Regions from separate parts of the Rattus norvegicus genome. Here region 2 is linked to region 1. Evidence: chromatin contacts called from public Hi-C data. All regions are on one chromosome and are shown on one strand. Each heading gives the region's core, a stretch centred on a gene start, on an enhancer-like site or on the middle of the called end of the contact. The rest is flanking DNA. Distances are from core to core; before and after follow the strand shown.

Region 1 (3,304 bases), core at 301-2,800:
GTTTTTAGGCATTTTACATAGTTCATCTCTCAAAAGTACTACCAAAAATGGAGGAAGAAACTTGGTCAAAGAAGTTGTTAAGGTTAGGGAACTAGCTCAAAGTCATACAGCTGTTAGACAGAAATTCAACCCATGGCTTGCTGCATGGTGGCACAAGCCTTTAATTTCATTATTGGGAGTGGGGAGGGTCAGCAGAGGATCTCAGAGATCAAGGCCACCCTGGTCTACAGAATCCAAGGACAGCCAAGGCTACACAGAGAAACCCTGTCTCAAAAACCCAAGAGATAGAAATTCAGGAAGACCTTTTAAGGAACCCCTCAAGTGGTGTTGCAGGCCTTCAATCTCAGTGCAGACAAAGGATTTCTGTGAGTTCGAGGCCAGTTGGGCTACATCGAAAGTTCTGGCCAAGATGGGGTCAATGAGACCCCTTTTAGGGGAGAGGAGCCTTTTCTATTATTATTATTATTCATTCACACAGCCTGAGAACATATGTTTATGTCCCCTCAGGTCATCACTAGCCCCATTTCAGCTAGTGCTTTAGGACAGAATTCTTACTAAAAACACAAACTTGACTCATGTCTTTATCATAGTCCTCATTTTTTATCAATCTGCCTGCCCTGAGCCTCTCCTGGTATTTAAAAACTTCTCAATGCTTTCTTTAATGAAAACTCTTCTACACTCTAAAAGAATGGTAGAACTTTATCGGATGCCACCTGATGTCCTACATGGGAGGTCGGGGCTGGGAGACAGTTCCTCAAGGAAAAAAAAGAAAGAAAGAAAGAAAGAAAGAAAGAAAGAAAGAAAGAAAGAAAGAAAGAAGGAAGGAAAGAAAGAAGAGAGGTGGAAATAGGAAGTCAAGCGTGAGAGAACTGAAGGGAAGGTGTAACATTCAGAAAAGGGAGAAAGGGGGTGAAGTGGTAGGCACTGCTGTCTGGCTCGCATTTCCTGCAGACCAGAGTGTGAACAGAAATTAAAAAATGGGGTTGGGAGTTAAGCCACTGAAACCTGCTAGGTAGCATTTTGTTGGGATTTTTTTTCCCTGTTATGTCTTTGACACTCCATCCAGAAGAAACGGACCCCAAGAGTCACAATGGCGGGTTGGTGCGGGCCCAGCAACACTGCTCTCGCTTCCAGCCTGGGTTGATCCCCTGAAAGCATCGCTCCGAGTCAGTCAATCAGCCGGCGGGAGGAACCACCAGATCCTCTGGACCCCGAGGCCAGGGCCCGGCGTCCGTGTGCTCGGGCAACAGCCACCCCGGCTCCCGTTCCGGTGGACAACCCCGAAACACTCTCACATCTCGCTGCTCACACGGAGCCCGGTCCTTCCCCAGGAGCTGAACGCGTCGGTCACCGAGCAGAAGCCGGGCTGCAGTCAGGGGCTTACCTTTAACAGATTAGACGTCGCCATGTTCTCAACTTGGACTCTCGCGAGACGCGGCGAGACTTGGCGGCTCTCGGGGCCAGGCCTCCTCGAGAGGCCGGGGTTCCCAGCAGGACCCCGCAGGCCGCAGCGAGGGATGCAGGGGACGCCGGAGCGGCGTGCCGTCAGCGCTGAGCTCGTCCCAGGCACCCGTGCTTCCTCGGGCTTTCCCGCTACATGGTCACCCCGGCCTGCCCACGCGAGAGAGCGCATGCAAACGCTTAAAGAGACGCGAGCGGCGAATGGTGGGAAGGGACAGGGAGCCGACCTGACCGGGAAGAGGTAGTATCGACTTCCCCGGGCCTCCCCAACTCGTCTTCGGTTCTGCCTCTGGGGTTGCACCCGCCCCGGCCGCCAGCAACGACTTTAGCTCGGCTTAGGGCCCGCACCTCAGGTTCCGTGGCGGTGTCACGTGACGCGGCGGGCGGGGGCGTGCTCGGGAGCAACCCAGGCGATAGCAAGCCACTGGGTCCCGAGGCCGCGCGGAGGGTGGGAGTGCGCCCTCTGCTGGCTGGAGCCGGAGCAGCCCTCACGCGCTCGCCCCAGATCGGGATTGCTATTCAGAGCTCTGGATTAGATTAGCCTGGAAGGCTTTTTACTGCTGTCCTCCGCAAATGCTGACATGGAGAAGGCGCCCGGTATATTATTTGTTTGGTGACTGATGCACAAACCTGCTGTTATTCCGCTAAAAAAAGAATGCCCGGCTTGTTCAAGAAGTGATTATTAATCTTGGACTCCTTAAGACATATCCTAGAGCACCCTACAGTATTTTCTCCAAATTGCATCGCTTCAGATCACAAATCTCTGATCAAGGGAAGACAATATAATTTATACAGGGTTATCTCCGTTTAGCTGTAATTTAATGCATTACGCAAGTTCCTAGCACTGTTCTTTTTGGGTTTTGTTTGTTTGTTTCTTTGGTTGGTTGGTTTTTGACAGAATTTCTCTATATAGCCCTGGCTATACTGGAGGTGCCTCGGCTCCCAAGTGCTGGAATTAAAGGTGTGGGAAACCACCACCTGGTGTCAAACTTGTTTCTTTGAAACTCATCTCTCACTGTTCCACAATTTTAATCCCAGTACTCAAAGCAGAGGCAGGAGGATCTCTGTAAGATTGAGGGCAACCTGATCTACAGAGCAAGCTCCAGGACAGCCAGGGCTACAAAAAAACCAAAAGCTTCTCAAACATTGCTAATACATTGTTCATCTTAATCTGAGGTGCTAATTAGAAAAGCAGACTTTCAGGCTCTACTCTGAAGGATTTTATTTCATATATTAAGCCTGAAATCTCCTTTTGCCCCAAGCATTCCAGGTAGCTTTGTTTGAAGCGGTCTTTCTATGTTATTCTTGGAAGGCCAAGAATTCTCTATGTAGACCAGGTTGACCTAGAACTCACAGAGATCTGCCTTTCTCTGCCTCCAGAATGACTGGTAGAATTATAGGTATGTGCTCCCCTCCGAAATGGCCAAAATTTCCTTATCTCTGCTTCGGGCAGGGTGTGGTGGAACATACCTTTAATTTCAGCACTCTGACTTCCAGACCAATTAGCGCCACACAATGCTTAAAATGAGTTAAGATCTACTTCTCAGACCTTGAATGCTTTACTTGACCACAATGAGCCTTAGTTCTCTTGTTGGTGAAATTAGTATTAAAACATCTAAATCACAGCGCTTTTGCAAAAATTAAATATAAAGACTGGCGAAATGGCCCAGTTTTAGAGCACTGGTACTCTGGCACTTAGGGGGCTCTGTGTATAGGCATCAGGCATACACTTGGTGTGCAAATCTACATGCTGGCAAAAATTCATCCACATAAAATTCTAAAAAGTTAAAGACTAAATATGACAGTCTGGAGAGATTGCTCAATGGTTAAAAGCATTGACTAC
Region 2 (3,304 bases), core at 239-2,738, 140 kb after region 1:
CAAATACACTCCTGTTACCCTTTTAAAAATGTCCCTGGTGCCCAGGAATAGTCATCCCCATTGTCCTTACCTCGCTAAGCCACAGTTTAGAGAATTTACCTGCTGCAAGTTCTCCTAGCAGGACAAGAGCTTGAGAAGTTGGTTGCTGTCTCTGGTTGGGAAAAAAAAAAGCATTATCATTAAAATGGAAACAAAATGCTAATCATTTCCCATGGAAGAAAGGAGCAGTGAGCAGTGGTTCCAAACCAGAAACACTAAAGTAGGTCGGTGCTGGGCTTCTGGAATCCTGACTGAGAGGAGAGTGTCTTCCTTGTTTACACCAGTTTATGATGCTCGTGGGTTTCTGACACTTCCGCAGCACGGCGTGAACATGCAGCTTCAGCATAATGTCAGCCACCAGGATGTCACCTTTAGAAAACTCTATGTAAATGGTTTTTGTATAGGTATAATAAAGAAATTTGGGGTAAGTGTTCATATTATTAAAAGACTTTAAACTCATGGAAATAGAGTCACACAGTGTATATTGGTTTGAGATTAACCCCGGTTCCCTGTGGAGCTCTATCCGAGTGTTTGATTCCTGTTTTTGTCTTTGAGCAAGCGCGTGTGTGTGTGCATGCCTGCGTGCATGTGATGTATGTATGTATGTATGTATGTATGTATGTATGCATGCATGCATTCACATATGTGTGGGTGTGGGCATGCACACGCCTCAGATCTTAAATGGAGATCTGAGGACAGCAGAGAGTATCATTTCTTACCTTCTCCCTTGTTTGAGGCAGAGTCTCTTTGCTGTCCCCTGAAGGGTAGCTTCAGGCTAGCTGACCCACAAGCTTCTGGGACACCGTCAGTCTCCCCTCAGTTAACGCTGGCATTATGGAATCTCCTTCATTCATTGCCTGGCTCTGCATAGATTCTGGGGATTAGAACTCACTCCTCACACTTGTGTGGCAAGCGCCTTACCCACTGAGCCATCTCCTCAGCCCCTGTTTTTTGTGAGACTGCCCTACTGTATGACCCAGGCTGGTTTTGAACTTCTGATCCTCCTGCCTCAGACTCCTGAGTGCCAGGGTTACAGCTGTGCAGCACCATTCTGCTTCCCCCTGGAGATATTACACAGCTTGGTGCATTCACGTTCTCCTTCCTATGCAGCTTTTCAGAATCAGGTGAGGCAAGGCAGACATGACCTATCTGCTTGGGGGCTACGCTGGGTCCGAGTGTGCACATGTGTCCTTTGCAGCAATCAACAGTTTGTATTTTTGAATGACCATGCTGAGTGTAAAATGTTTCGGAATGAAATAGTCTCTCATTCTCCACGAGCCATTTAAACTGCCCTTTCAGTTTGGGTTTTTGTTTTTTACCTGCATCAATGCCAGGTAGGCCACATTTCCAAAGGTTCTAGAACCTCTCAAAACCCATTCAAACCCCAACGCCTAATGAACAATATGAAGGAATTGCTCGTTGGCTCCCCCGTGTGGATACACTATGTAACTGGATGTGGCAACAATTTAGAGAAGGGCTGATGCAATCGTTATTGCTGTGTTTGGATGGGCAGATAACATTTCTCCCCCCTGATACCAAGGTATCTGACAGCCAACTGATATATATATTTAATCAGTGGTGTTTCTAGGGGGTGGCCCCAGGACTACTTGTGCTAGCAATCTCATTTTTTATTGCTTCCATATTGTTTGTTAAGGGAATTTTAAACTGGGGGGTGGGAGAGAGAAGATGGAGACAGGGGTGTGTGTAAAGGTGGGTATACATTTGTGTGCAGACCTGTTTGCCCATGTGCCTCCATGTGAGCAGACCCCAGAGGCTGATATTAGGTTGTATTGCTTTCCACCTTAGTTTTTGAAACAGCCTCCCTCTCCCTCCCTCCCTCTCTTTCTCTCTCCCTCTCTTTCTCTCTCTCTCTCTCTCTCTCTCTCTCTCTCTCTCTCTCTCTCTCCCTCCCTCCCTCCCTCCCTCCCTCCCTCCCTCCCTCCCTCCCTCCCTCTCACCTTGGAACACTGTTTCATTTTGCTGGTCAGTCAGCCCCAGGACTGATGTGCCTGTCCCTGCCTCCCAGACCTGAGGTTACAGATAATTGTGACAAAGCCCAACTTTTATGTGGGAGTTCCAAATCCCAACCCGGGTTCTAATGTTTTCACTTTACCGGCTGAGCCATCTCACTAGTCTGATGGATTTTGGCTTCGTTTTAGACAGGGTCACCCTATGTAGTGATGGCTGGCCATTAGCTCACAGAGGTCCACATGTGCCTCCCCATGTGCTGGGAACCAGGATATGCACTACCTTAACCGGCTAGTGTTTGTTTTAATGGGCATATTATCAGGACTTCACTCAGAAAGGATTGTCCCAGGGTAACCGTTGTGGGGTGGGGTCGTGGAAGAATTGAGACACATTTCACTCATACGGAGACGGATGGATAAGGGGCAAATGGAATCCAGTTTTAACCTGTAGCCAGCATCAAGGTCAGCATCAAAGCCAGCATCAAGGCCCCAGACAGTAGGCAACAGGGGAGAAAGAAGGCCTGGTCCTGAGGAGACACTGAGCCATTCACCCTGTGAGAGCCGCTGGGAAGATTTCTGTGGAAAAGCCTGGCTTGAGAGCATCCTTTTCTCTGCAGTAGCAGAGCCTGCCAGTTAAGGAAGCTTTAATGTAAACATTTGTCTCCTCAAGGTCTTCTGTATGGCCAGGCACGACTCTGTTTTCTATCATAATTATGGTGATGTGCCATTTCATCCACGCGGAATCACTTAGTTTCTGGGCATAGCCTCAACCCTCACAATATATCAATAAAAGGGAAAATTCAGCAGAGAGCCACTTAGCTGATTAAAAAGCAAGAGGTTTATGAGGAAATTAGGTAATGCTGAGCACACAGCGCTCCAGAAGTCACATAGAAAGTGTTTTCAGAAGTCTGACCATGTATATAAATGGCACATCAGAGGATGGAGCCCCATCAGAACAGTAAAATATCGCCTGTCCCTCCCTATCTTGACCTGTGTGATTTAATACCACAAGGCTTTGTCCCCCGGTGTGAAGATCTTCACCATGTAATTTATTCCTTGGTTAAAACAATGCTGTCTTGTAACAACCTTAATTCAAAGCATAGATAATTATGGGGATGGGAATATCGGTTAAAAGGATGGTGAGGACAGAGATAAAATAAAAGGCTGTTTGAACGTTGATTGCCTCTAGCTGGCCATCCACACACATCTGGGTCTAACCGGCCATCCACACACATCTGGATGTTTTCAAATGCTCTTCGCTTAGTCATACAAGGTACGGCTTACGGATGTGTAGGGCT

Evidence for each region. Hi-C and Micro-C count contacts between places; a contact is called where the count stands out from the background.
Region 2: a Hi-C map of the A7r5 cell line shows a contact between it and region 1, with 2.0 times the contacts expected there. The contact joins the enhancer-like site here to the promoter of Cul5 in region 1. A contact is called at or near these places in 3 of 12 Hi-C or Micro-C datasets (the A7r5 cell line, the Rat2 cell line and frontal cortex).

What each region holds. Positions count from the first base shown.
Region 1 is chr8:62,961,021-62,964,324 of GRCr8, forward strand. It overlaps Cul5 (cullin 5), which reads right to left and starts at 1,551. Exons shown (of 19, transcript NM_022683.1): 1 at 1,385-1,551. The coding sequence starts at 1,408.
Region 2 is chr8:63,099,288-63,102,591 of GRCr8, forward strand. It overlaps Slc35f2 (solute carrier family 35, member F2), which reads left to right. Exons shown (of 8, transcript NM_001395734.1): 8 at 1-504. Among named protein-coding and RNA genes, the nearest start is that of Sln, 39 kb to the right of the region's middle. Within about 2 kb of position 1,489, at least 4 of the 93 cell types and tissues checked have an H3K27ac peak or open chromatin away from gene starts, as enhancers often do. A contact at or near this core is called in the A7r5 cell line, where this site is marked.